4 separate regions of the Mus musculus genome follow, and regions 1, 3 and 4 are each linked to region 2. A link is a contact called in public HiCAR-type and HiChIP or PLAC-seq data. All regions are on one chromosome and are shown on one strand. Each heading gives the region's core, a stretch centred on a gene start, on an enhancer-like site or on the middle of the called end of the contact. The rest is flanking DNA. Distances are from core to core; before and after follow the strand shown. Region 1 overlaps Sdcbp (syndecan binding protein). Region 2 holds the start of Fam110b (family with sequence similarity 110, member B). Region 3 overlaps Ubxn2b (UBX domain protein 2B). Region 4 holds the start of Sdcbp (syndecan binding protein).

The links. HiCAR-type assays count read pairs that join an accessible place to other places. HiChIP or PLAC-seq counts read pairs in DNA pulled down with a chosen protein or histone mark.
Region 1: an H3K4me3 HiChIP or PLAC-seq map of stem cell-derived neural progenitor cells shows a contact between it and region 2, with 3 times the contacts expected there. The contact joins the enhancer-like site here to the promoter of Fam110b in region 2. A contact is called at or near these places in 7 of 39 promoter capture datasets (the 3T3-L1 cell line, cranial neural crest, embryonic stem cells and 4 more) and 2 of 115 datasets of contacts at active chromatin or transcription factors (astrocytes and stem cell-derived neural progenitor cells).
Region 3: a contact with region 2 is called in an H3K4me3 HiChIP or PLAC-seq map of stem cell-derived neural progenitor cells, with 4 times the contacts expected there. The contact joins the enhancer-like site here to the promoter of Fam110b in region 2. A contact is called at or near these places in 4 of 39 promoter capture datasets (the 3T3-L1 cell line, cranial neural crest, liver and 1 more), 4 of 115 datasets of contacts at active chromatin or transcription factors (embryonic basal ganglia, embryonic forebrain, embryonic stem cells and 1 more) and 1 of 9 other capture datasets (embryonic stem cells).
Region 4: a contact with region 2 is called in a HiCAR-type map of astrocytes, with 2.8 times the contacts expected there. The contact joins the promoter of Sdcbp here to the promoter of Fam110b in region 2. A contact is called at or near these places in 8 of 39 promoter capture datasets (the 3T3-L1 cell line, cranial neural crest, embryonic stem cells and 4 more), 3 of 484 Hi-C or Micro-C datasets (embryonic stem cells and olfactory sensory neurons) and 1 of 115 datasets of contacts at active chromatin or transcription factors (astrocytes).

Annotation. Positions count from the first base shown.
Region 1 is chr4:6,382,554-6,385,253 of GRCm38.p6, forward strand. It overlaps Sdcbp (syndecan binding protein), which reads left to right. Exons shown (of 9, transcript NM_001098227.1): 5 at 2,473-2,634. Among named protein-coding and RNA genes, the nearest start is that of Sdcbp, 18 kb to the left of the region's middle. Within about 2 kb of position 1,333, at least 101 of the 459 cell types and tissues checked have an H3K27ac peak or open chromatin away from gene starts, as enhancers often do. A contact at or near this core is called in stem cell-derived neural progenitor cells, where this site is marked.
Region 2 is chr4:5,642,796-5,645,495 of GRCm38.p6, forward strand. It overlaps Fam110b (family with sequence similarity 110, member B), which reads left to right and starts at 1,295. Exons shown (of 3, transcript NM_173426.3): 1 at 1,295-1,615.
Region 3 is chr4:6,217,422-6,220,121 of GRCm38.p6, forward strand. Ubxn2b (UBX domain protein 2B) reads left to right here. Exons shown (of 8, transcript NM_026534.2): 8 at 1-2,367. Among named protein-coding and RNA genes, the nearest start is that of Ubxn2b, 28 kb to the left of the region's middle. Within about 2 kb of position 1,295, at least 19 of the 459 cell types and tissues checked have an H3K27ac peak or open chromatin away from gene starts, as enhancers often do.
Region 4 is chr4:6,364,423-6,367,122 of GRCm38.p6, forward strand. Sdcbp (syndecan binding protein) reads left to right here and starts at 1,258. Exons shown (of 9, transcript NM_001098227.1): 1 at 1,258-1,337.

The DNA of each region.
Region 1 (2,700 bases), core at 83-2,582, 740 kb after region 2:
GCTCAGTGGCTACAGTGCTTGCTGCTATGCCAGAAGACAGCCCCAGAGGATATGACATCTTCAGGCATCCACAGAAGTGGCAAATACAGACATATAGATGAATTATATAAAAATAAATCTTAAAAAATTTAAAGTAAAAAATGTAAAGTCAACCAACAGTAAAGTAAAAAGAGGCATGGAGAAAACAAAAATGCTAGTTGCTATGTTTATAGAAAATTTATCTTCTAACAAAGAAAAAAAGCCAATTATAGCTATTATTTCAGTGTATCTGACTTCCTTTGCCCAGGTCTGTATACTTTGATCCCTTTATGTGAGCATCATACAAGTGTCCCCTCCCCATTTGTACATTTCTTGCTTTGAAGGTAATCTGAAGTTACTTTAGAAGTATCTGCATTTATAAGGCTCTGTGGTATACTCTGTTCTTATTCTATCGTTTTGTTTACTTAATTTGTTCTGCACATTTCTCTTAGCATATATTTCACTTAGTACATAATTCACTTCACATACCGTGTAGTTTTTGCTTTTGTGTTCCACTTAGTTTTTCCCCCCAGCTTTATACAGAAGGTATACAGCTTTATACAGCTTTATACAGAAGGTATACTGTACCAGTGAGTTTGGGCTACACCGCTCTGTGCTCTTGTTGGGTTGCATGCTTCCAGCCACACACCCAGGAACTCTTTGGATTCAGGGATGGAACACACACACACACACACACACACACACACACACCCCTCAGTTAATTTTAAAATATCTTGGCTACGTTAAAGGCTGGGTACTCCTAAACCTTCCCCTAGACCTTCCCCTGCGTTTTTCAGCACTTTTGTCTTTTTTGATAGATAATACTTGCTGAGGGGTCTGTTTAAATCCAACATAAATTCAACTTGACTCAAGCACCAGGTTAATGTAGGTGACAAAATTTATTGCAATCAAGCCACTACTGATTGAGTAGCCTGAAAGGATGTTGTAGGGCATATTTAAAGGAAGAAAGCGTAAAGCAGAAGTGCGGCGGGCTGTACCATTGCTCAATCATATTTTGACATAAAGGCTTAGCAAGGGAGTTTTCACCAATTGGAGGAGGTTCTTGGGTCTGTGAACATGAACTTGGTTTGACCCCACCAGCAACATGGAGCAGTTGTCCTGGAGATGTCTGGACGCTTTCAGCTGCTTCCTTTTAATGGAGGCTGTTCAGCTATCGGGAAGTCCCCAGCTCCCCTAGGGTCTGGGACCTGAATTTTGTTTTTCCCTATGATTAAATGGAGTCTGACAATGAAGTGGTAGTACTTGGAGTCAGTCTTGTGCTTGTTCCCAGCACACTGACACACGGGGTGGTGATGTCATCTCTCTGGCTGTGATTCTCTAATGATAAATGATCTGTCACCCACCCACCCTCTTGTTATCTTTGGGAAAAGCTTGTATGTAGGCATTTTGCCCATTTTTAAATTGAGTGTGCTGTTTTTGCTGTTGAGTTTTGAGTTATTTATGCATTTGGATATTTGCCACTTACTACATGATGATTTTCAAATAACTTCTCCCATTCCATGGGCTGCTTTCAGTTTGGTGAATGCTGCTTTTGTTGTGAAGAACTTTTTTGTTTGTTTTGAGATAGGTTTTGAGGCTGTTCTCAAACGACCCACCTCTGGGCCCCACCCCGGCTGTGAAGGATCTCATTAAGTCGGATGTAGCTCTCCTTACATACAAAGGTCATTGAGAGATTTGTCTTGCGTTTTCTCCTAGTTTTATGTGCAGATCTCCACAGTTATGGCTTTGGGAGTCCATTTGGAGCTGACTTACCTTCTGTATGAGATCAGCCACAGTTCTACTGCCCTGCTCTTGGTGCCTCGGTTTTCCTAATCCCAATGTGTACACACGGAGATTTTTGTCAAGAGCAGTTTAATATGTTTTTATGTTGTCTTTTTATTTCATTCCTGACTTAAAGCCTTGTTCATATTAACTTATTTTTAAATTGATAATTTTATGATTATATCACAGAAAATCCCTGAAAAAAGAAAGTTGCAAAAGTCTAGTGTGACGTTTAAGTTCTAGGAAAATATGTTTGAAATCAAGGCAAACTGCAGTGTAGTTGTTGGCGACAGAATATCTTCTGAGAAATGATTCATGCTTGCTTTCCCTGCTGCACCAGCTTCATGGAAGTGCACTTACCCAGTCTAAGGTCGCATGACCTCGTTGGGCAATGCAGTCTTTTGAGACAGCTGGTGTCACTTATGTGGTTGCTAGCTGATGCAGTTCAGCAGCAGATCCCATACACAGGGGTACCAGTTGACTTAAGTAACAAGTCACTGAGTTTTCTCTATCCAAGGGTAATGGGGGAAAGAAAACCACTGGCATTATTGTGGGAATCAGACTTCACTAGAGGGAATTTGTTAATGGAGCAATATTTATAAGAACTGTAACTGAGTGTGTTCCAGTTAATTGCTGTGTTTCTAAATACTGTCAAATTTGTATTTTTCTTAGCAGTTGGTAGCAAGACCATCCAGTGTGAACTATATGGTAGCACCTGTGACAGGTAACGATGCTGGAATTCGGAGAGCAGAAATTAAGCAAGGGATCCGTGAAGTTATTTTGTGTAAGGATCAAGATGGAAAAATTGGGCTCAGACTTAAGTCAATAGATAATGTAAGTATATTTTTGAATTTATCTAAATAGATCACAGAATATTAGTGTCAAATCATTAAAATGAAA
Region 2 (2,700 bases), core at 45-2,544:
ATTTCCAAAGCCCAGGGTAATCTTTTATGATTTTATAAGTCAACATTTTGAACCGGAGCCCATTGGAAAACTGAAAGAGCAAGAAGGCAGTTCAGCGGGACATGTCCTCTGAAGCCCCATGCTGATGCTGTGCAGTTCACTTTGCTGATGCTGTGCAGTTCACTTTGCAGATTCGTTAGTTGAGACATGAGTTTTCCTGGCTCCCCTGCTAGTGAAGGTTTCCTTCTGGCTTGCCTTTGTTCTCTGGTGGGGCACACTCTGCTGCTGCAGGCTTACAGGACATATTTAGGAGAAAGAACCTTGATACTTCCTGCGTAGGTCATGACCTCCTTCCTCCCATCTCTATTTCCAGAGTAAAGATATTCTTTACTTGGCTGTCCGGGACACTCAAATGGAAGTTTGCATCTCAGTCACACACAGTGGGGAAGTGGCAAGGCTTAAAAGAAGGAATGGAACAAGCAAGTGCAGAGGTGGGGTCTGTTTGGGCTGGAAACTGGCTGCGTTTGCTATAATAATGATGACAAATAGCTTCAGTCCACCGACAGGGATTTTGGAGTAGGCATAGAGGCTGACAAGGACCCTGTTTGCATGCCAACCTTCACTCAAAGCCCAGCATTACATCACATGCTAACACAATACTCTTGCAAATAGCCAGAGATTTGTTGTAGCTATCTGATTTTTAGTTGATAATTTCTGAACTACAGGGAATCAAAAGTTGCATAATTTAAATATGTATAGATGGCCTTTCCGCAAAACTCATACAAATGCCATTACATTTCATAGTACTAAGGGTTAAAAATAGAGAAATTTTGCTTGATAGATTTTTTTTGGGGGGGAGGGGCAAGGAATATATATTGTGATTCCCCTAATCTCCTTTAAATTCGGTTATTTTGATATACGTGCATTTTAATTTTTAGACTTCCCACTAGCAAAACTCATTTAGAACATACTTAGTCTTTCTAAAATGCTTCCTGCCCACGGAGAAAACCCTATTACTAACCACATGTGAGGTAGGAGACTTGGCAAGATCTTCAAGAAGGGGCTATCAGAAAAGCTCATCACATCTGCCCACATGTTCTAGGAACCAGCACAGCCTGATGTGCACTGTCCTGGGGTGGAAGAGTCACATCCCAGAGCATCAAGGCTTAGGAGCAGTGGGGGAGTAGGGCACAGGGTGGGCGTGGGGCTGATGGGGGTGGGGCCAAGGCGCAGGTGGGCGGGGTGGAGGAGAAGGAGGAAGAGTGCGGGTGCGGAGGGGGTGGGGCGGGAAGGTAGGCTGGGGGCGGGGCGCTCTGGGGGCGTGCCGGCTGCGCAGAGACACGCGCTCTGGGCCGCAGCAACTGGCTCCAAGTTCCCTCCCTCGCTCTCCTGCGGAGCCTGCCTGAGCCCGCCCCTTCGGTGCGGAGGAGCAAACGCGGCCCCGGTCAGCTCAGCCCTCCGTTGCCGCCCGATCCGGGCCGGTTCGGCTAACCCGGTCCATTCCGAGCCGGCGGCGAGGACCCGGCGGCCACTTCATCCCGGCCTGCAGTGCATCGCCGGGCCCAAGCTCCTCCTCGCGGTCTCCCGAGCCTGGTGCCTGGCCTGGCCGCCTTGCAGGGGCCGGAGTGCGGCCAAGGTAAACGGGGGCGCTGGCGGGTGGGGAGTACCTCTCAGGGTCCCGCTCCGGCCGGGCCTGGGCACCGAGGAGCCTGGCCCGCTGTCCGCCCTGCGCTCGGCTGCACGCCCCGGGCCGGGGATGAGGCCCAGGCTCGGAAGGAGCGCTGACTGCTGGGGAGAAGGTGGGCGAGGACGCGGCGGCCCCCAGCCCCACTCCGTGCTGCATCCCCACCCAGGTCATCCCGTGGGCGCGTCACTGTGCTGTCAGTTCCTGCGGGAATGCAGATCCCGGGGCTCTGAAAGTTTGTTTGCCCCCACCGCCTCCTCCCTCCAGTCCTCCCACAGCTCGGTTGTCTGTTTTCTTTGAAAGCATGAGGGTTGGAAATAGAATAAAATTGGTCCTGGCTCACTCGTGCCCCTGTCACTTAGCGGTGCTCAGAACTTGGCGACAATGCTAGGCTGTGAGAAGCTGGTGTCTGTGCTGCCCTCCTTTTGTTATAGCAAGGAGCCTGATGGTGACAAGTCTTTCCGTGGTGGCCAGCAAAGAAGGAAGAGGGGATAACTTTGCCTTATTACTTCCCAAAGTGGGAATAAAACCACCGGACTCCCAGCTTTTTTGACCCTTTAAAGTTGCTATTCAGATTTATTGACAGTCACCACATTCTCTTCCAAGAAAGAACAGGCATTCTTTCTTGCCTAAGATTCAGGTTTCCCCCCACAGCCAAGTTATGTCCTGTGCAAATCTGGCGCACATCTGTGACAACAGTGCATGGCTGGCTTGTGAGGACTGCCGAGTCTATTTTTGCAGAGAGGAATATGATAGCAGAATCAGCATTTTTTTCTGTATGAATAATATGACTTCCATTTTCATTTCCTCTCTTGGTGTGAAAGAGTTATTTAGCTTCCACCATCTAAGTCATGCGAAAGCACCTGTGCTGTTGATGTTATTATTAGCATCGTTTATTATTGTTGTTATTATTATCATCATTATTATTACTGTTGTATTTGTATTCACTTTGTGGTATTGAGACCTGGTCATTCAAATGAAGCATTTATTAAGCAGTTATTTTAAGATAAGGGCAGGCATGTTGATGGTAACGTGCC
Region 3 (2,700 bases), core at 45-2,544, 570 kb after region 2:
TTTATTGACTCAGAAGTCCCAAATCTCATTAAGATTATCTACATTAAGTGTGTGTGTGTGTGTGTGTGTGTGTGTGTGTGTGTGTGTGTGTGTGTGTTGGGGGGGGGGCGGCTTTGACAGTACAATTGTCTGCTCACAAGTTAATGGCAGGACAATTATAAACTATGCTATAAACATTGACCTGTAAAGGGGCAGGAGGCAGTGGAAGCGGAGTCACTGGTGTCAAGAACACAGAATCAGCCAGACACACCATTCACCATCTAAGGCCCCAGGCTGATGTGCAGCTGCACAGCTCAGGCCTCTGAGTTTTGGCTGTCCCTGTCACCTTCCTTTCACAGAAGCCACTCAGCTCGCTTCTTCCTTCTTCTATGGTACTGTGTACTCTTCATGCTAAGATAGCAAAGGTCTGTCAAGAAACCGCAGGATCTCCTGTGAGCCTTGGAGACTAGGCCCACTAAGTAGGACACACTTCCAAGCATCTTTCTGTGTAACAGAAATAATCCCGTCTCTAATTTTTACTTTTTCAGAGAAAAAGGAACTGTGTCATATGCATAATCTCCTCAGAGAGAACTTTGACTGAATATGCATACCTTTTTGTTAGATGTGCGTTGGGGTGGGCAAGCCTGAATGTGATGGTGGCCATCTTCCTCAGTTTCTTTCCACCTTATTCAGGCAGGGTTTCCCAGTTACAACCAGAGTTCACCATTGCACCTAGTTTGGCTAGCCTGCCCTAGGGATTTCCTGTCTCTGTCTTCTGAGTGCTGGAATTGTAGGCAACCATCCTACCCACCCCACAAGACAAGCACTTTAGCTACTGAGCCATCTCCTCTGCCCTTCCCCTGCTCTCACATTCTCTAAAGATTTACAGTCACCTCCTCATTTCTTTCTATACATCAGGTTGTCCTGACAGTGCTGTCATTTTTTAAGTGTTAGTAGTTGTTTACATACACAAAGTATTCTACCAAGCCCTGCTTTCTCTTTATAAATCACCTCTCCACACACTGTTTCTGTTTACTATCAAACTCTATTACAACTAGCAAAGAGAACACAGGTTAACGTTTACTTGAAAAATTCAGCTTAGTCTTAAACTCATCATACAAATTCTGTTTGTCACATACCTGCCCAGCTGCACACTGTGGCTGTATGGAATGTCTGAGTCTGTAGCCACATCTACCTTCTGGGATTGTCCCAGCAGCAGGCTCCACTTCTTCCTGGTTAGCTGGAATGTGCTGTAGGGACCCAGGGTTCTCTGGTTATTGCAAGGAAATGAGCTGGGATTTTTGCTTTGTAGTCTTTGAAACAGGGTCTTGCTATATAGTCCCTGGCTGGTCTGGGATTCATTAGGTAGACCATGCTGACCTCAAACTCAGATCTGCCTGCCTCTACCTCCTGAGTGCTAGGATTAAAGTCCTGTGTCATCTGAGAGCTAAGATTTTAAATACTTGAGTCTGTTGCAACAAGATCTCTGGAGAATTTTTCTCAGTCATATAGAAAACAAACACTTCAGAATCTTTCCTCTCACTATACAGACTCTGCCCTGCCCCTTTTCCTGTGTTAAGTACAATGTGGGTAACAGTTGTAGCTCAAAAGATTACTAAAGCCAGCTGTGGGCACACACGCCTGATCCTACCACTAAGGAAAGACCACTGGAGACCAGCCTAGGCTACAGTATAAAACTGCCTTCAAAACAAAACAAAACAGGAAAACACATAATTTCAGATGGAGGAAAAGTAGTGCCAGAGAGATGGAATCAGTAGGTAGAGCAGGGATGAGGAGCAGAACCTGCAGGCCCAGAATCCATGTCAGTCCCAGCAGCTATGTGGCCACCTGTAGTCTCAGGACGGGGCAGGCAGAAGTGGTGCTGTCTGGAACAGGGGGCTAACTAGACTGGCTGGATTGGGTACTTCCAGACTCCGCAAGAGGTCCTTCTTCAATAACTAGAGAACAATCAGGAAGTCGTGGTCAGCTTCAGCCCTCTAGGCACACACACACGTATGGGCATACATAATCCTGGGGTTGCCTCCTCCCCAACATACATGTGCAAAAAAAAAAAAAAAGCAAAAATGGAGAAATACCTTAATCATTGGAAACAAATGGGCATTACCTGTTTTTAAAATGGGAAAAAAAAATCTCTAAACCTTTAAAATAATTTGAATTTTTCTTGTAGTGTTTTTATCCATTATATGGAATGCCTACAGGTGCATATACAAAAAGGATGGCTGCTGTTTTTGTGCACAATTGTTTTCCAAAAGACAGAGGTGTGCATTAGGACAAAGAATCGAATGCCTGCATGGATGACGGGGACTTTGACAGCGACTCCAGTGTATGCTTTATTGAGAATCCACATATACTCTAGGCACCATAACTTTTAAAATGTATCACTATCACAAGACAAGGTGGCCACATAAGCAGTTAGGAAAGTGTCTGAGGACAGTTGTTTTAAATGATGATGTAATAAAAGTTTTTAATATCTGCTTACAAATAATGTTTTTATTGAAACTCATTGAATGATTCTCAAATTAGCCATGATGTGTAGGTTTGACTTAAGTGGTTGACTGGGTTAAACTTGAGTATTTTCATATGACTTAATTCATATGGCTGAGTTTGCCTTTTCTATTTCTGTTCTACTACAGAAATAGATTTCAGGTACTTTTTGGCTGTTTGCCTCTGTGTAGTTCTGAAAACATTGGCATAAAATGT
Region 4 (2,700 bases), core at 8-2,507, 720 kb after region 2:
GTAGACCAGGCTGGCCTCGAACTCAGAAATCTGCCTGCTTCTGCCTCCCAAGTGCTGGGATTAAAGGCGTGCACCATTTTACAGGACAGAGGAAGTCATCAGTCAAGGCAAGCTTACAATACATAGGCGCTTACTTCAGAGAGGCAGGACAAGGCAGTGGGGGTGAGGTTCAGGGAACCTTTCTGTAAGACGCAAGGTGTTTTCTGGTGGCATTCTAAGCATTTGGATTGGTAGAAGCTAGTTGCCTGCTAATTCAATAGATTCTAAAGACCTGTTGTTTATTGTCACAAGATGTTAGTTTAGACACAGGGAAACAAGGAATGGCTGTTCTGGAGGGCCAGGATTTAGCCCAAGATATGGTGATCTTCCTCTGGACTTTCGACATTCCAACCTATTTATTTCCACAGCATGAAATTCTAATTAGGAGTTTTCCTTCACACAGATATTCATTCAACTAGGCTTGTAGCTAAGTATTTTATCTTGATATATTTTTAATATTCAATTCCAATTGCTCATTTCGTGCAGATAGGAAAGTAATTGACTCGTGTGTATATTAACCGTGTATCGTAGCAACCTTGCTGTAGCTGCTTATTCTGCTTACTGGTGTTTATTTTCTCTTTGTTTACATAGATAATCTTGCCAGCTGTGAATAGAACTGTATTTCTTCCTTTTCCATCCCGTAACTCGTTTTACAAGTTGTTCATCAGTTAAGCCATATTCTCCCTGGAGCATCACATTTTCATTCCTCTTGTCATGTAATGCTTATTGTTTTACCAGAGATAAAATTTCAAATGACTGTGATGATGAATAATTTAGATAGACAATTGCTTGCATGCCAATGATGTCATATACTGTTACTAGGAAATGGCCTCAGCCATGGACTGGTGTAGATATTGTCAGTTTCACATATTCATGTACACCCCAAACATCTGGATTCCCCTATCAGCACCATCAACTCTCAGAAAGCACATAGTCCGTGTTTTTAAGATTAGAATGTGGGTTTTATTTATTTCAGGGTGTGTGTGTGTGTGTGTGTGTGTGTTCAACACCGAGAGTAACAGTCAGCAGCCAATGAGCATTCGTTCTGGGAACAAAGGGTAGTAAAAGGCGGCGGGGGCTGCCAGGGAACCGAGGCTGGAGCCGGGAGTTGGGAGGATTTCGTAGAGGGAGGGTGGGCTGGTGGTCGCTCGGGCTGTGCCGCGTTGTCATGGGGACGGCGCGTGCGCCTGCGCCTGCGCGGCGGAAGGCGGGGGCGGTGATGACGCGCAGGGCGGGCCCCGAGGTTCGGTTGTGTGGAGCTGGAGCGGGCAGCAGGAGCGGCGCGGTCCTCGGGGCAGGTGAGTGGCCGCGGGGGTCCCGGGCCCCGGCAGGTCTCGGAGCTGGTCCGGCGCTCTGCTTCGGGCCCCGGGTGGGTCTGGCCGGGTCCTCGCCCGCACTCGGTGGCGTCCTCAGCGGCTTCCGGACGGCTGGCAGGGCGCGACGGACCGGAGGTGACAACGGTTAGCTGCGGAGCCGCTGCTCTGGAAGGGGGCAGGGAGGGCCAGGGCTTGCAGCGGGGTGTGTGCACCAGGAACGGTCTCCGGAGGTCTGGTGACTCAGATCTCCTTGGAGGATTTCCTTCTAATACGGGGCGGAGGGAGGCGTACAGACGTGGAAAGTTTCCAGTTTCAGAAGTGCAGTTATGGAGCCGTGGAGTGTGTGGGATCGTTTGTTGTATTCGTCCTATCTTCGACACATAGCTTTTTTTTTTCTTGTTTTGTTTTGTTTTCCATTAGGTAAATTACTTAGAAAGTGTAGAGTTTTAAATTCTTAACACGCACGCTTTACACCGAGAACAAATGTTTAAGAACGAAAGTTATATTGAAAATAGCTGCTGCCCTGGTCAATTGTCTTACTTTTGAAATGTCAAGGTGATATAGTTCAGCAGATTTGTACTCTCATTTTCCCGATGTGAGGATAGGACAAAGCAGAAAATATGCCTTTTCATCCTGTTAACAACTTAGGTCCTTAAACTGGTAGGTCTTAAGTGGTACGTAAGTATTACTGATCAGATGACTTGCACCAGGAAATAAGGAAATGGAATGACGAGAAGGCTCAGTAAACAATTACTCCATTATAGCCAGAGTCACTTAACTTTGGAAGCAGATTTTAGCTGTGCTGGATCTATTAAAGAGGATTTAAAAATCATGAACAAGAAAGGGCTGATTAAGATTTTGATGCACTTTTGAATTAAGCAGCCCTTTAAAATGAGCACGGCTCACCGACTTCCCCCCATTTTTGCCACTTTCTCTTAGGTAGTAAACATCCAGAGACTGTAAAAGACACCCACACACTTTAAAATACTTATACATTTAATAATCGTTCTCCTTGTACTTATTAATTGCCAAATGTTGCAACACTTACTGAAAATTTTAGCTTTTAAGGATGTAATTAGTAAACATATGGCTCAAAATTTTAAGCATTTAAAATGTAGAGCATACAGTATAAAACCTCCCCTGTGCTTGGCATAGGCTTTGGTTGTGCCCACCAGCCAGCCATATTTCCTCTGGCAGGCCAGTTCTTTTACGGTCTTAGGTACTGGTTCAGATAGTGCCTCTATGGTCAGACATGTAAATATGTTTCCCTCAGTTTAACACTGAGGAAGGCATGATTTTCTGCTGTATGTGTCTGTTTTTCCAGTTAGTAATAACATTTTGGATT